Regions from separate parts of the Mus musculus genome. Here regions 1, 2 and 4 are each linked to region 3. Evidence: chromatin contacts called from public Hi-C, HiChIP or PLAC-seq and Micro-C data. All regions are on one chromosome and are shown on one strand. Each heading gives the region's core, a stretch centred on a gene start, on an enhancer-like site or on the middle of the called end of the contact. The rest is flanking DNA. Distances are from core to core; before and after follow the strand shown.

The links. A called contact is a pair of places that touch in the nucleus more often than the background predicts. HiChIP or PLAC-seq counts read pairs in DNA pulled down with a chosen protein or histone mark.
Region 1: a contact with region 3 is called in an H3K4me3 HiChIP or PLAC-seq map of bone marrow-derived macrophages, with 9 times the contacts expected there. The contact joins the enhancer-like site here to the promoter of Rbms1 in region 3. A contact is called at or near these places in 2 of 484 Hi-C or Micro-C datasets (CD4 T cells and regulatory T cells), 6 of 115 datasets of contacts at active chromatin or transcription factors (Th17 cells, bone marrow-derived macrophages, embryonic stem cells and 2 more) and 2 of 9 other capture datasets (embryonic stem cells and macrophages).
Region 2: a contact with region 3 is called in a Hi-C map of CD8 T cells, with 7 times the contacts expected there. The contact joins the promoter of Psmd14 here to the promoter of Rbms1 in region 3. A contact is called at or near these places in 1 of 39 promoter capture datasets (pre-B cells), 1 of 484 Hi-C or Micro-C datasets (CD8 T cells) and 1 of 115 datasets of contacts at active chromatin or transcription factors (bone marrow-derived macrophages).
Region 4: a Micro-C map of embryonic stem cells shows a contact between it and region 3, with 6 times the contacts expected there. The contact joins the promoter of Wdsub1 here to the promoter of Rbms1 in region 3.

Annotation. Positions count from the first base shown.
Region 1 is chr2:61,495,621-61,499,841 of GRCm38.p6, reverse strand. No RefSeq gene overlaps it. Among named protein-coding and RNA genes, the nearest start is that of Gm33841, 36 kb to the left of the region's middle. Within about 2 kb of position 2,676, at least 11 of the 459 cell types and tissues checked have an H3K27ac peak or open chromatin away from gene starts, as enhancers often do. A contact at or near this core is called in Th17 cells, bone marrow-derived macrophages, regulatory T cells and 1 more, where this site is marked.
Region 2 is chr2:61,710,192-61,714,514 of GRCm38.p6, reverse strand. It overlaps Psmd14 (proteasome (prosome, macropain) 26S subunit, non-ATPase, 14), which reads right to left and starts at 2,821. Exons shown (of 12, transcript NM_021526.2): 1 at 2,642-2,821.
Region 3 is chr2:60,878,717-60,882,972 of GRCm38.p6, reverse strand. It overlaps Rbms1 (RNA binding motif, single stranded interacting protein 1), which reads left to right and starts at 1,535. Exons shown (of 14, transcript NM_001141931.1): 1 at 1,535-1,855. The coding sequence starts at 1,787. LOC108168762 (a long non-coding RNA gene) reads left to right here. Exons shown (of 2, transcript XR_003953832.1): 2 at 1-7.
Region 4 is chr2:59,880,720-59,884,748 of GRCm38.p6, reverse strand. Wdsub1 (WD repeat, SAM and U-box domain containing 1) reads left to right here and starts at 2,143. Exons shown (of 11, transcript NM_001379396.1): 1 at 2,143-2,271. It overlaps Gm52554 (a long non-coding RNA gene), which reads right to left and starts at 2,070. Exons shown (of 3, transcript XR_003954039.1): 1 at 2,057-2,070.

The DNA of each region.
Region 1 (4,221 bases), core at 1,427-3,926, 620 kb before region 3:
ACAGCTATACACATTCAACATGCAAAAGCTGTTTGCATCGTGATAATTAGACATTAAATTGTGATTTATATTGTTAAATACTGGTTTTGAATTAACTCAGTAACAGTCTGGAAATGTAGAACTACTCTGGGATATCATGCATCACAACGCGACACAATGTATCACGTTCTCTTTCTTCTCAAATGCATTGCACTATGTTAAGTTACAACTTCATGAATTTTGAATAGGTAGTATGTCCATACATACATGCAATATAAACAACTAAAGTTACAGAAAGATTTTTTTTAACTGAAAAAGGAGTACTCTTCCTTTTCCTGTTCTCAAAAAGCTAGATTCCCTCCTCAGAGATAATCATTGTTATCACTAGGTATGTATGTGTGTGTGTGTGTATGTGTTTCAAAGATAGCCTATAATTCTACGAGTTAAGTATTTTACTATCTGTGAGGGATGGTTATTTGCTTTTACATGTTGTGTCTCTGCTTTATTATCCTAGGGATTGTTTCATTTTAATATATATATTAATATATATTATGTTTCAATAGTATATATTGTTTCATTATATATGTGTGTATATATATATATGTGTGTGTGCATATATATATACATATATATACACATAGAGAGAGAGAGAGAGAGAGAGAGAGAAGACATTTTACTTACTCAGCAATTTCTTAGTATTATACTGTACTGATGCATCTTGATCTACCCAATTTCAAAGAATATTTATGTTCTTTCAGTTTTTTTGTTATATAGGCAATCCTGCAATCCTGAAAATTATATTTCTCTCTCTCTCTCTCTCTCTCTCTCTCTCTCTCTCTCTCTCTCTCTCTGTTCCTTTGCCTGTGCCAGGGGTAGGAAAGGTAAACCAAAGGCAGAATTTGATTTTCTCATAGGCAATGATTTAATTTTATGTTATTAGCATATAACATTTAAGCTTGCTTTTGCACTCAAGTTTTTATTTTTTTTTTCATACAATTATCTAACTCCAGGTAATATAGTCAAATAAGACACGGTTTCAGAACCTCAAAGAATTAAATGGCAGCTGTTTAGAAAGTATCACCTTTGTAAAACTTGTTTACCACACCTAAAATTGAACCCTAGAGAGAAAGTCAAATGTTCTAGACCCATCTACCCATACCCTGAAAATTTCCATAACTTCAAAACACAATATTTTCATCCCCAAATTAGATTATCAAGTAAAGTTCTGGTAAAAATATCACCAGGCATAATCGCAGCAATATGTGCTGGAGATGAACAGTCACCAGAGTCAAAACAGAGATGCACTTCATTAAAAGGCTCAGGGGAAGATAACTTGTAAATTGGTCGTTACATAACCGACTGTATTAAGTAAGCTTATGTAAGCTTACATACATCTGTAAACTGGAAAATTCCTGCCTCAGACTTAAGAAGATAACCCGGACGATTTAGAAAACCTTACACAGTTAGGAATAATTAAAGAAACTGCACAAGGTTTCATGTTTGTAACGTGAGAAATACATCTCCTTCTGGCAAGTGCAGGAGGGGAAGGGTTAAACTATCACTCCTCTCTGGCAATTTCTTATCACTTGTGTAGGATTGCTAAATGTCAAAAAAGTGTTTATTTTATTTATTTATTTATTTTTTTTGCTAACAGTATAAAACCGAGCATACTGTGAGACATAAGGTAGCAGGTGTCTTGGCTCTAAACTATCAAGTCTGTGGGCATTCTGTTGTAACAGGTGCTCCAAAAAATTCGAACAGATTTTAACCAGCGCTGTACGGGCTTTTTAATTAGCCTGGTTATTCAGTATGTGTAAAAAAGCATTAGGTAGATGCTTAAAACATCATAGGATCTAAACACAAATGCTGCACACAGTCACTCTCTCTTTCTTTCTGGCTCCGTTTTGCTTTCTGCTCTTACATTTGATGTATGTATTTCCTTTGTCAGAGAACTTCCCCCACTGAGGCAGGAACGTGACAAAAAACTATCACTATTGTTAGTAACCACCAAGGAGATCTGGAAAGATGTCTTGTGATCACATAGATACCATACAGCTCCGAATTAGCTCAAGCTAGTTATGTATAAGGAGACAGGCTAATCCTCTTCAAAATAGTGTCATTATACAGTTATATGCCTCATAAGTTGATCGTTGCCAGAAAGACTTTACTCTCAATTTCTACAGCATGTAATAGGATTTTATTTGGGATTGAGGTTTAGAATTGGGGGAGGGGTATAAATATCTATGACATTCATCATGCCTTCTCCTTCTATTTTTACATGCTAATGTCATATTTAATCCTTATAACCTAACTTCACAACATTCATTGATCTATAAATATTTACTGAAATCTATTATGCAGGGAGAGAGAGTGAGAGTGGGGGGAGGGATGACATAGAGAATAAAGCAGGGTTTCTAAGCATCATGGGCCTATAACCCCACTACTTAACTATTTAGGAGGTAGAGACTGGAGGATCTGGAGTTCAAGGCTGACCTGAACTACATAGCATGTTTGTGGTCAACCTGATTTTCATGAGGATGTCTCAAAAAAAAACCCAAACCAAACTAACTAAACAAAACTATGCGCACACATTACAGAGTAGAATATTTTTCAGAACTTCATAGCATTGTGAGCACAGCATACCATGGGACTTGAAAGCACGGGGCAAATGACATTTGAGGAAATGGAACCAAGTTTCTCAGAAACATGTGACATTTAATTTTGGTCTAGAAAGAGTAGACTCTTGAGGCCATCCCCAGCAGACTATATATATGAATATGCAGACAATGACAAAGAAGAGATCATGAATTTGGAGAGCACAGAAGGTTTGGGGGAAGGGAAGTAAGGGGCAGGAATGATGTAGAGGCATCATGTATGTATGAACTCATTTTTAAAAACTACCATAAACGAAGGATGATAGAACAGGGGGAAAAATAGAAGAAAGCATTGCATCTTCTGAAGCTGAGACTACAGATGGTTGTGAGCCACCTCGTGGGCTCTGGGGACTGAGTTTGGGTCTCTGCAAGAGCAGCGAGTGCTCTTAAATGCTGAGGCACCTCTTTAGCTCATACGTTTGTTTTGAGATGAGCGAATGGGACAGTACCAGCCGCTGGTGTTCGACACTGCACCATGCTTGATGCCGTGGGCTTTGCCCACTTCACAACAATTTGAGCTCAGACATATGCAGTACCAAGAGTGGCATTTACCATAGCATGCACGACATCTTTGATTCTAAACCCAAGCAGGATCTTGTTGGATCCGACCTTTAAGTATAATTCTCACAGGGGGCAAAAACTGAATAAAGTCCAAGCCATTGTTTTTGGTTTTGAATACAAGCATACATGTAGTGTATACATAGATATGTTGCATACATCTGTGTGTACTTTTTTTTTTTAATTTGAGAGTAATTGAGGGATTCATTTTATTTTAAAGGATGAATAGAGGAAAAAGTTGAAAAAGCCATTTAAGGGGTAAAAATTAATGGGATTGGAAAACATCGATCTAAGTCGAATCCCCCCATTTCTCCCTCTGCACTGCACTCTGGTTTTATAGGTGAGCTTATTTATGCACGCATTAACTCCCTCAGCTATAAGCAAATCCAAATGGCTTGGAGAGTAGCAACAAGACCGGAAGTCGTGCTGGCATTGAGCTTTGAGCAGGAACGCATCCTTCAGGCTGCTGTACCCCACCCCCACCCCACCCTGAGCTGTCCAGGCAGAATCTTCTGGAACAGCACCTACCGGCGTCTTAATCCCTCACAATTATGGATTTATGTGTGAATCTTGGCAGCCTCAGAAAGAAGAGGGCTCAGAAGGAAGGAGAACTGTTTATCTTTTAAATGGTTTGACTGTTGGTTTACCTGGTTTCACAAGGAGACATGTGACACAGACTTGATTGCCGGCTCTCAGCCATCTCCTCTCATACTAGAAGTGGCCTGGAGTCTGGAAGCCAAGTCATGCACTCAACATATGTTTTGAAAACTGACTGACAGAAATGACGCATGTACGTGTGGCTTCGGGAACCGAACCCGGAGCCATGCACTCTGTCACAGAGCTAGCCTCTCAATTTTTCTATACATGAAGCAGTGAAATATTTCCCCAGGGCCTGGCACAGCCAGGCACAGCAGACAGGAGTTCTCATTTCTCTTGTAGAGGATCCAGTTTGGTTCCTATCACTCATATGGCACGAAACCAATCTTTGGCTTGAGTTCCAGGGTGCTGACGCCCTCTTTTGGCCTCTTAG
Region 2 (4,323 bases), core at 1,572-4,071, 830 kb before region 3:
CTGATGTCTTAGTTTGAGCCCCAGAACCCAAATGGTGGAAGTGCTGAACTGACTTCTGGATGCCATCAGACTTCTCCCCTTTTCACAGCCATTGTATCCAACTGTCTCCACCTGTATCTGTCTCCCCCATCTCCTACAAACACCAATCAGTGAATCAGTATTTTAAAAATTAAAAAACAGGATTCCACTCCAACCTCCATGTAGAAGACTGCGAATTTAGTCTTAAAAGAAACATAGCTATCTACCACATGGTCGCTAATTACAACATCTAAGCAAAATATTCACCAAAAAGGCACAACTGCTTCCTGTTACTGACTTTCAAATGATTCTGAATCTAGGTACTAGGTATAGTGTTTATATGGCAAGTATACAAAGGAGATGAATCCAGTCCCTGAAGTTAAAAATCCAGCTTTTTAACTACAATAACAATGTTTTATTATCAAAGATCTTATTGGGTGGGGGTGGGATAAACGTCCCAAATCCAACAGGTGAGAGTAAAATAAAAGATCAGAACTTCAAAATGTTGTTCTTTTGACAAGATTTAACTTTGTTTTAGGCAAATTCAAAACAACTTTCAGTTCTTTACCAAAACACATTCACTATAGTTAATGATGAGCCACTGTTTATCTTAATTATGTCTACATATACAACCTATGCACTTTAAGACATACAATTTATTTGTATTGTTTTAATTGTGTGGGGGGAGGGTATCTACACATCAGTACAGGTACCCCAGGACATCTGCAGAGCTGGAGTTACAATCCATTGTGAGTCACTGGATATGGGTGCTGGGAATAGAACCCAGGTACTCTGCAGGAACTCTCTCAAGGCCCTAAGCAATAGAATTTAAACATTAAAAAACAAACCATTGATTGAGGTAACATGGCAAGACGGGCACCATTATATTAATTATCCACATTGACAATCTGTCCAGTTTCCAACTTCAACGTTAAGTGCTTGTCTTGTTGCTTTACTTACATTATGTTTGCAGCAGTACAACCAATTTTTAGGCTGGGTACTGATGCACATACCTGTAATTCCAACACTACACTGTGGAGGCTAAAGCAGGAAGATCCCATCAGGCAGTGGTTAGCCTGGGCTGTGTAGGGAGAAGCCATCTCAAAAACAAACAGAAAAGCAGAACCAGCAGCAGCCTGACCTATAATCGGTTACACAGACCAGGCCGGCCTCAAACAGCAGAAGATTCTCCCCACCTTTTCCTCCCTAGTACTGCGAGTGTTCACATGAGAACTGTATTTCTTTGCTAACATTTAAGGCCTTTTCTATAAATTAGATCTTTACTAGCGCTTTCATATTATTTTTGTTGTTGTTGTTGTTTTTGTGAGACAGGATCTCACTGTATAGCCCTAACTGGCTCAGAACTCGTTTTTGTAGACTAGGCTGGTCTTCAACTCAGAGATCAGCCTGCCTCTGCCTCCTGAATTCTGGCATTAGAAGTGTTTACCACTGTCTTGAAGATTCTATTGCTGTGAAGAGACACTATGACCACAGCACCTCTTGTAGAAAACATTTCATTGGGGCTAGCTTACAGGTTCATTTTCATCATGGTGAGAAGCATGGTGGCATGCAGGTAGACATGGTACCTCAGAGTTTTACATCTTGATCCACAGGCAGCAGAAGACTGTGTGCCACACTTGAGCTTATGACACCTCAAAGCCCACCCCAACAGTGACACACTTCCTCCAGCAAAGCCACACTGCCTAATAGTGCCACTCCCTTATGGGCCTATTGGGGCCAATTACAAACTACCACAGCCATGACGTGGAACTTGGTTGCCATTTTAACTTTTTTTTCACTCCGTGCTAAAGTGGAATTACATGCCTTTAACTTCAACACTTGGTAAACTGAGGCAGGATTATATTAATTTAAGGCCAGCCTGGTGTACATAATTAGTTTTAGACCAAGCAGATATACTGAGTAAGAACCTATCTCCAAATTAATAAGTAAACAAAGCGTTCCCAAATTTCTTAAGACTCTTTTGAAATGCGGGCATCATTCTTTGGCAGACACTGAGTTCGATCGACCCACGGGAAAACTGAGTTCTAATAACCCGCAGCAGCGGTAGTTGATTTCTACTTTACTCAAAAATGGACATGTAACCATTCACAGACCAGTACTCAAGTGGAGCAGTACAAGAAGTAATGGCATAGCAGGAATAACCCAACTTTATTCTAAAAACATTCAGGATTAAAAGCATGCCTCTCTGAAGGTTTTTAAAGCTAGCAGGACAAACGATTAAGCGAACATCCTCGCTCCTTTTCTTCCCTGGACTGGAAGTTTTTCAACACAGGAAGATCTAAAGACGAACACACGTAGATCATAAACAGGGTTCTGCCAGTTGATGGGTTAAAGGTTCCCAAGCTAGAGGGAAGCAGAAACGTTTGCAAGGAGATGACATCCAGCCCTAACCCTGCCGGACACCCGGAGGTGAGGGAAGAAAGGACCAAGGGGTCCGCAATCCCATCAGGCCCCGGACTCCACCGGCAACCTGGCTGGGCAACGTGACTCAGGAAAGCCCAAGGCTTGAAGGCGGCCTAGCGAGGCAGGCTCCCGGACGTCCCAGGCCCGCCTCGGGGCTCGGCTGAGGCCGCCTGAAGAGAGCTCGCGGTCTGCATCCTACCTGGCCTTGTGGCGACGCGGCGGCGAGGGCAGCGCCTCACACTCAACAAGGACCTGGCTCGGAGAACAGGCGATGAATCAGCCCGATTCCATTCAAAAGAGTCGCCCAGGCCTCTGCAGAGAAGTACTTCCGGGTTCCCGGCTTCCTTCGGCTTCCTTTCTTCTACCGCCAATTGGAGTCCGCCGGGGAGTGGAGCCGGCGGGGGGGGGGGGGGGGGGGGCGGAGCCGGCTGGGGGCGGAGGAGCACACAGCGCACGCGCAGGCCGCCTGGTCCCGGTCCCCGCGAGGCGGAAGTCAGGCGAGCTGCTCCGCCCTCCTGGTTTTTTTCACAGTGCCAATCCTGCTTCACTGAGGTCTCCATGCTTTGGGAATTTTGGAGTTATCAGCCTTGTGGAGGCTAGACTTGGCTTGGTTCTGTCCTTCGCCTTTGTGGCCTTCCTCAAAATGTAAAAGGTTGAATTAAGGTTTTCTTGGTCACTTGAAAAGCAAAAATTAAAGGGGTGGGGGATAGGGAGATGGTTAGAAATATACAGGCTCTTTCCGCATACAAGTTTACCTCTTCTTGCCTTCACTGCCTAAAAAAGGGGTTATAGGCCGGGCGGTGGTGGTGCACGCCTTTAATCCCAGCACTTGGGAGGCAGAGGCAGGCGGATTTCTGAGTTCGAGGCCAACCTGGTCTACAAAGTGAGTTCCAGAACAGCCAGGGCTACACAGAGAAACCCTGTGTGTGTGTGGGGGGGGGGGGGGGGGGAACCTCAAGGAAATTTGACGTTTTTCCAGTGTTCCTGCCTCTTATTTTCAGCTGTTTCAATACGTATTGAAAAAAAACTACTTCTCTACATAATTAAACGATAACGGCCTTTTATCTTTGTGTTAGATTTTCAAAACAAAGTTACTCAAATTAACTTTGGCAAGTTTCTATCACATCCTGGGACGCCGTTTAGGTCACTCACCATGTTTATGGATTACTCCCACTTTCTCAAATATGTTAAAATGCATCTTTAAAGCGTTTCTTTTTTTTTTTTTTTTAGATTTATTTATTTATTTATTTATTTATTTATTTATTTATTTATTATATGTAAGTACACTGTAGCTGTCTTCAGACACTCCAGAAGAGGGAGTCAGATCTTGTTATGGATGGTTGTGAGCCGCCATGTGGTTGCTGGAATTTGAACTCCGGACCTTCAGAAGAGCAGTCAGGTGCTCTTACCCACTGAGCCATCTCACCAGCCCTAATTTTTTTTAAAAGCATTCCTGACTCAAAAATCACCATGGAACTACTGAATGGTAGAAGAGAATGGATTACAGAATCATTCCCCTTTAGTAAAACTCAAAAGGAATATGGCTATTACAAGAATATGGTTATGATGGTTTGTATATGCTTGCCCCAGGGAGTGGCACTATTTAAAAAGTGTGGCCCTGTTGGAGTAGGTGTGGCCTTGTTGGTGTAGGTGTGTTACTGTGGGTGTGGGCTTTGACACCCTTATCCTAGCTGCCTGGAAGACAGTATTCTGCTAGCAGCCTTCAGATGAAGATGTAGAATTCTCAACTCTTCCTGTACCATCATGCCTGCCTGGATGCTGCTATGTTGATATCATCAAGATGCTGCCCATCTTGATGATAATGGACCTATAAGCCAGCCCCAATTAAATGTTGTCCTTATAAGAGTTGTCTTGGTCATG
Region 3 (4,256 bases), core at 286-2,785:
AAAAAAACCAAAAAAAAAAACAAAACCAATGCATGGAGTAGTAGTAGAAAAACAGTTCTGGGGTCCCCACTAGCTCACAGCCTGGCTGTGCTGTAATCTTTAAACACTTTCAAGGGCAGATATCCTGTGAATTTTAAGGTTTTACTTGCCCAGTATGCACCGAATACCCTAGCCTTTGCTGTTTTTTTTTTTTTTTTAAGTGAAAAGAATTAGGATTATGTGTGTGTTGTGGGTGTGTCTGCTTTCAATAGGCAAGACTTATTATTTCTTGTTACTTTTGCTGGAACTCTGGGGACTTTGGAAGCAGCTGACTAAGTCACCAGCAGGATTTCTGGGAAGTATAATTTTCAACTTTGTTTTCAGAAAAGTCTCTGAATGGCTACACTTTGGCTAGAAAGTTGACGTTCATAGCATCTCTGTGACAGCCAGAGTTTGAGTTCCTTCTCTTGTTAAGACAAGCTGGGATTTTTCATTGTTGTAGCAGATGGGCCTTTCCAGGAAGATGTTAGAAGCCAGGGAAGACCTATGTATGTGTACTGTGGCTGTAATCCCAGAATTCAGGAATACTTGTCAGGGACCCCGTCGCCAATTTAAAGATGGCAACCAGCCCTGGTAACCCTATCCAGAAATGGCTTGCTTGACCACCCTCTTCTGAGGCCTCCACATCAACATGTGTTCAAAGCCTGCTAGCTACATCCAGAGAGGTGACTGCAAAAGGAGCGGCAAGAGAAGCAGTTTTTATTTTTTTTTCCACTTGAGAACAAAGGAAATTACTCCTGTCTTTGTCCCTTTCTTGCCGTCTTTTTAATAACTAGGTTGAATTCCTGTATCTTCTGTCTTTTCCAGGAAGGACAGGTCTCCCCTTTGGATGGCTTATAAGGTTTTCATTGCTTTTTTGATAATGTTGTCTTGAAGGAAAACTCTTCCTCTGTGGCACAAGAATGAAATTGAAAACTTTCCCGGGTGTATTTGGGTGAGGGACTGGAAAGGAAAACACAAAAACAAAACAAAACAAAACAAAAAAAACCCACCCGTTTGCTCTACAAAAATGTAGCATGCTTATAACTGGGGGGCTGAGAAGTGTCCTGGGAGGTAGATCTGGACAGGGAAGTGAGAGTAATTATCCGCGCCTTTTCGGGACCAGGGGCTGCTGTGAAAGATGAAAGAAAAGGCGGGCCATTGGCTTCCTATCCAGGTGTTCCAGCGGTTCCCGAAGCGATGCCCTTAAAAGGGGCAGCCAAGTGGGGTGCGAAGCCACGGCGACGCCTGGCCCAAGGGCCTGGGGTGGCTGCTCCCAGGAATGTGAGGCATGCGGGGCGCCAGAGCCAACCATTGCGCGGGATGGGGGCGCCGCGCAGCCCGGGTTGCCGCCCCAGCCCGGGAGGCCGAGCGCGGGGGCCGAGGCCGGGGGAGCGGGCGCGGCCGGGCGGCCGGGCGGGCGGGAGGCGCGGGAGGGCTGGGCGCGGCACTAGGCGGTGCGCGGCTGCTTCCCCGCCCCCGGCCGGCGCGCTCTCGGGGCGGTGGTTGAGGCGGCGGGAGGTGGGGACGCGGCGGCGCTGCTCGTCCGCTGCCGCCGGCACCGCGCGCGAACTCCGGTCCATGGCACGCAGGGCGGCGGCCCCCGGAGCTGCTCGAGAGTCGCCGGCCGCGCGCGTCGCGCCGCACTTTTAGGGCGGGAGCCGCGAGCCAGTCCCCGGCCGCATCCTCCCTCCGCCTGCCCGGACAGGCGAGAGAGGGAGTTCCCGGAGCGCCGCGGCCCCGGTTGCCTCAGCTCCCCGCGCCCGAGATGATCTTCCCCAGCGGCAGCGGCCACCCCGGCGCTGCCGGCGGCTGCAGGACGCCCTACCGCAAGCAGGTGAGGCTGCCGCGCTCCCCAGGCCTGCGCCGAGCGCGCGGGGCGGTGACCCGGTTTCGGAAGGAGGCGGCGGGCGGAGAGATGCCCGGGGGGACCGGGACGGGGACTGGCGGAGAGGTGGGACGGGCAGGCGCGCGGCCAAGGGCTCCGGCGGCCCGCAACAAGTTTGGGGGTTTCCTGGAGACCTTTGTGTACAGAGGAACTGGGGATACGTCGGGGCAGTGCTTTGCATTGCACTAGGGGACCTCCAAGAAACCTGTCTGATTCATGGGGAACCCGGAAGACGTGTGTGTGTGTGTGTGTGTGTGTGTGTGTGTGTGTGTGTGTGTTCGCGCGCGCCACCCTTCTTATTTTAAAAAAAAAAAAAAAAAGACAAAAAAGAAAAGAAAAACAGGAACTTCTGTCACTTTCTCAAGGTTTTCAGAAACACAGGGAAATCCTGTGATAGAGATACTGGGATAAGCCTGAGTCATACACACGCCTTTTCCTATTCTAATTTTGTTTCATACATTTTCTAACAGATTGAACTCCAAAGGCACTTGAAAGGTTACATCCGAATCCCCTGCCTGGAAAAGGAGTGGAACTGGCAGGTTTTAGTTTCGGTCTTTTGTTTTTAACATCTTTGTTTTTGAAAGAAGGTTACTGAAGCCATGTTGTGATAAAAACCCCACAGCCTCTCAGCAGCAGCAATAACAACAACAAAAACCCTAGCTCTAAATTATGTTAAAAATGTGCAGGTCTGCTCAGAAAAGGTTAAACTCGTTTAGAGGTCAGTGACAGAATGCTTGTTGAAAAAGAAAAGGCAGCATTGCAGATCTTTTCCCTTCGTAATAAATCTCTAGTCTACACCCTCAGCCACAGAGACAGATCAATTAAGTTATCCCAGTAATGATAGCAGCAAAATGCACCCTTCCACGTAAACTGTGGTTCCATTAAGATCCAGATGTGTGGCACTGGAGCCTGCTGAGTTCTTTGTGGCGGTTTGCAGGATTATTGTTCCGGCTGTCCAGCATCAGCCCATCTGAAATGCTTCCTCGGGGTCACAAAGTACTATTTTCTATTTTACTTTCTTTGCCTCTTTTGTTTGTTAAAATTCCCCTTTAAAAGAAGTAAATAAATGTCCCTGGGTTTCAGTGCCCACGATGTCCAAGCCACAGCCTTTCTCCTGGATTAAGAAGTCCAATCTTTGGGTTACAAGTTTAAAATCTTTACTGACGACTTGGCTGAGATAGATATGCACAAGGTCAGGATTCACGGACGGGTATCTCGAAAACTCACTTCATGTGGCTTTATTTAAAATAAGTGCCCTCAGATGCTGTGTGCCAGCGTCAACTTCAGAAGTGAGGCCAATTTACACTAAAGTATTCTCCCAAGCCCTCCTCCCCCCACCCACCTCTCTCTACCTGAAAAGATGGCTAATTATGTTAGGGCCTTGTGTATTCATTTATTTGTTGTCAAAACCCAGCAGGGTGTTAGCTCTGAAATGGGAAAAGGCTCAGAGGGTGAGGCCTTTTGCTGAGAGAGGCTGGAGGTTTGGTTGTGGAGGGGGGCACAGCCTGCTGGCTGGAGCATGCTGATAAGATGCTCTTTTCACAAGCCTCTCCTTAGACTCAAAGACTAAAAGGGCTGACTGAATCAGAAAAACAAACAGACTTTCTTTTTTCTATAGGCAAAGAAAGAAATGAATGTGTAGGCATTATACAGACACAAGACCCTGGGTACCAGTGGTATTTGAGTCAAAGGTTTCTTTTGTTAGTATTTTGCCATTCACTGAAAAAGCACACTTGGAGCGCAGGGACCTGGTTACCGTGAGTGACTTCATGATCTCATCCTGGCTTAGCCTGAATGGGAAATCTAATTAATACTTCTTATAAGATGCTGTGATGCAAAGCTTTGCGCCTTTCAGTTCATAAATGCTTTCTTCAGTTTGCCGACAGAATTGGCAATTTTCAGGCATATAATGCAGTTTGATTTTCATCTAGAAATACACAATCAGCTGTTAGGGGCTGATTTCAGATAACTTCCTTGAGGAATAAAAAGGAGTGTGAGGGATACTTAAATCACCTTTGGAACGCCTACAAGTCAGAATCACTCTTAGTATAGACACACACAGAATCGTGGTAGCTAACGATCACCGAGCACCTTACTACCTGCTGGCTGGCATTTGGAATGTTTCTGTGGATTAACTGATTTCATCACATTGGCAGCGGCCCTGTGTGGTAGGTAATATTAGTCTCTACTTTACAGTGAACATTAAAGCATGGATTAAATAACTTGCCCAGAGTCCATACCACCCAGCGTGCAGAGGCAGGACTTGAATCCTGGCCACCAGGCCTTTGGGACCTCATACTCCAATGGCCTTTTCTGCCATGAACATCCCAGGAAACACCCATGTAGAAAT
Region 4 (4,029 bases), core at 894-3,393, 1.0 Mb after region 3:
ACTCAGCCTGGATGGACAGATGGGGCCTCCATGCCTCCCCATGTGGTCTCAGAGCTAGGTGAGTGACCCCAGCACTGTTTGGCCTTTCACAGCCTACCAATGGAAATGATTCTTGAGGGAGTCCTAACATGCCACTTGGGTTCCAGGGGAAGCACTTGCTATGGTTTGGATCTGGAATGTACTGAAAAAGTCTATGTGTTAAAAGCTTGGGTCTTAAGCCCCTGGCACTTTTGGAAGGTGGTGGCAGCGGGAGGTCTTCAGATCAGATCGTAGAGGACACACCCGTGATTCAGGTAGTGGGATAGAGTCCCTTTCTGTTTCTTTTTCACTCCTGTCCATGAAGCTGGGACTCTGCTCTGTCATGCACCACCACCTGTACTTTGGAACTTTCTGGAGGTGGACTATTGCTGGAACATGGAGATCATGTGGCTAAATCAATGGAAGATTGATGGTGGCAATATCTACTTTGATGTTGTTGAAGCCAATGTAGAGACCAGAAGCCAAAAATATACTACGTATGCTCCCCTCCCCCGACTTTTACCATCTGGTCTCAAGGACTCAGGTGGTGCTACAGAGGAAATACCTGTCCATCTGTCCAAATTGGGGAGGAACAGAGACCTAACTCTATAATCTTTTCTTTATAAATGATTCCTATTTGGCATATTTTAGAAAGTCTTCCATATCCCAAGGTTTTAAGCAAGAGACAAGCTACCAGAGAGGGCTTGCCTCTCCCAAACTACCTGTCCCATGGGGTGAACGTGCTGCAGCAAACAACTGGTGTTTGTAGGCGGGGTCTACTAGTCCCTTGTCTAATTGCTGTGATAAAACACACAGCAAGAGCAACTTGGGGAAAGGGTGGTTCACTTTGGCTCACAGTTCCAGAGGATAAAGAGCATCGTGACAGGGAACATGGGCAGCACTGCCTGGGGAAACTGGTCACATTGCATCCAAGTCAAGAAAGAGATAAACACTGGTGCTCCTTTTTCTTCAGCCCAAGTCACCGAGTGGGATGGTACCACCACAGTTAGGGTGGACCTTTCCACCTCATTAGCCTAATCAAAAAAATCCCTCACAGCCATGTCCAGAACTTTGTTTCCATGGTGATTCTAGCTCTGGACACATTGACACTATTAACTATCACCTAGGTTTCTTTCATAGATTTCACAGATTTTACTAAGATAATAGCCAGTCAAATTGATGGAGATGTGCTGCATCCTTGCAACGGGCCTCAAAGGAAAGAAGGCGTGACAGACACACATCCACAGAATCTGGGATGACATGGTCTGGGCTCTCTCATGGAAAAGGCTGCAGAACCCTGGGAACCCAGCCTGTTTAATACATACAGTTGGACACAGAGAGGGGTTACAGTTCAACATATAGCTGAATTAAGATGGCAGGGTTTATAGTATACAGCTGAACAAGGAGACAGGCTTAGCTCATCACTAGGAGCAGTCTCTGTGGGGGACCAGTCTTCAGGCGGTAAACATCCAGGAGGACAAAGCTAGAGAGGACATTTCTGCACACCCCGTTAACGTTAGAACGTCAGACAGGAGGGGTGGCTTTTCCAGTCCCATGGCTCTAAGGCACTGGGCTCCTTGATACGGCTATGCCCATATCAAACAAAATACACATTCACCAGGGCTCCAGTCACTATGGAGATAGAAAAAGATAACACTCAAGTCTGGCAAGAATGTGGAGAGACAGGCACCACTCTACATATATCATTCAGAGTACAAACCATGCCAAGTACAAACAACCCAGAGCCACTGGGTACTTGGTATGTAACGTAAGTCTGAAAATTCTTTAGGCTCATACACCCAGTAGTTCCATTTCTATTTAGCTCTAGTTGAGGTTCAGAAGTGTGGATAGAGATCTAAGTACGAAGGAGCTTAATCTAACTTTTTTTTTTCTGTGAGCAAAAAAGTTAAACTACCATTCGGCAGTATGATATAGTCCCATTTGGACCATTAAGCAAAACAAAACCCAAAACAAACAAGAAAAAAAACCAACTTCCAGGTAAATTACCACAGCCAAAGCCCACAGGGAACCGGCCTACCGGAGCTGCCGCGGGCACGCATGCGCGGGCATGGGCGCGGGGTGGGGCTTGCGCGGCTCTCCCTGCGCCGCAGCCACGCCCACCTCAGTTAGGTAACACGTGACCCAGTGAGTCGGGCTCTGCCTAGTGAGCAGCCCAGCCCAGCAGCCCAGCTCGGGGCCCAGCCCGGGGCCGAGCCCGGGGCAGTGCAGACTTGGTGACCTCAGAACCCGGAGGTGCGTGACCTCGACCCCGGAGCCGCGCAGGGGAGGAGCCGCCCGGAGGCGGGACTCTCAGTCCGGGTGCGAGGGAAGTGAGTGTGGGCTGCACGCCAGGTGGCGTTGGGGCGGGGGCAGGACCGGGCCACCGGGTGGGCTGCGGTCACGCACACCCCACTGGCCTGCTGGCTCGCCCGGCCTCTTGTGCGCCGAGAGAGAGAGAGCGGGAGCCGGTTCGGAAAGTCTCTCGCTGCATTGGCACTCCGGGGATTTGGACCGGCTCCAGAAAGCTCCATCTGAGCTTGTTTTCCGAGAACCTGTTGGAGTGTTTCTGCTTGTTTTGTTTTGTGAGGCTATGAGAGACCTGGAGGGAAGGCTGCTGAACTTTGGGAAGAAGATGAAAATGAAAACATTTACTTATTTATTTGTAGAGATTTCCGTAAACTAGATGAAGACAAGAGATTATCCATTTTACAAGTCGAGGTCACGTCTGTTTCTTAGGGATGGTTTCAGCCGCGATTGTTACTCGTTTGTTGGTTTTCTGAGACTAGTTAGGTAGGCTTTACCTCCTTGTTTAGCTGAAGGTGATCTTGAACCCCTGATCCTCGTCCTGCCTCTGCCTCCCTAGTGTTGGTGTTACAGGCTCAGGCCAGGATGCCCGGCACTAATTTTTAATTATACTGTTTTTCCACAGTTAGATTTTTGTTTTGGAAGCTTTACTTTCTAAATCATTCCATGCTAGATTTCATATGTAACATTTAAAAGCAAACTCAACTATATTTGGAACGGAGTTTCATTTGAGCACGTTAGGTACCTAGCACTGCCTTGCATGCTGTGGTTGCAGAGATAAGCAATATGGACAGGGTGCCTACTTCTTTGTGGTCACTGGCGGTGGGAATGCACACAGGGGCTGCCGCTGCAGGAATCAGTATGAAGCATTCTCAGAAGACTGACATTCGACCTGCCTGTACAACATCTTATGTAGCCAAAGATCTAAGTCCTACCACAGAGATACATGCACTGTGTGCGGTACAAGGCTGCATACCACAAGAAATGGAACTGATCTAGATGACTGTTGCCAGTTGGATTTTTTTAAACTGATACAAATGGATTTTTAAAATCGGTACATATACACAATAGAATTTTACTTTGCCACAAAGAAAAATGAAATCATGATATTTGTGGGAAAATGTTGGAACTAGAAATGACCCTGCTAAGTGAAATAAGCCAGACTCACACAAATGCTGGTCAGCCTTGGATACCTGAACACAATGCCCCCCTCTCCCAGAATCTACCATTGGCCAATAGTTCAGAAGTAAGAAGCGGTGCCTCACGAGCCACTTCCCTGATCCCTGTCTTGACAGCGCCAACCTTGTGCGAGCTCAGCACAGTAACAAGGTTGCTGGGCATGTATGATTGCAGTGGCTATATCTAATGAGTGGGATTTCAGAGCACTTCCTCTGTCCGCTGCCTTTGAAGTCTTTTGGTTCCCTGTCTTACAGTTGTTCCTAAGCCTTAGAAGGGATGCTATAAACATCTTATTTCAGGCTGATTCCTCAGCTTTCCTTAGCCTCAGTATCTATACTGCATTCCATGAGACTCTGCATTCACCATCGATGGCAAAGAGAGGTCTCTCTGGGGCTGAGAGCAGCATTTATTTGGCTGTGCTTATAAGCACAGATACTTAGAAGGACAGTTTGACTCTTCGTCAATTAAGCTGAACAACAGTAATAAGTTTCCCCAGGACCTCTCTAGGCATAGGCGATAGACAGGTTT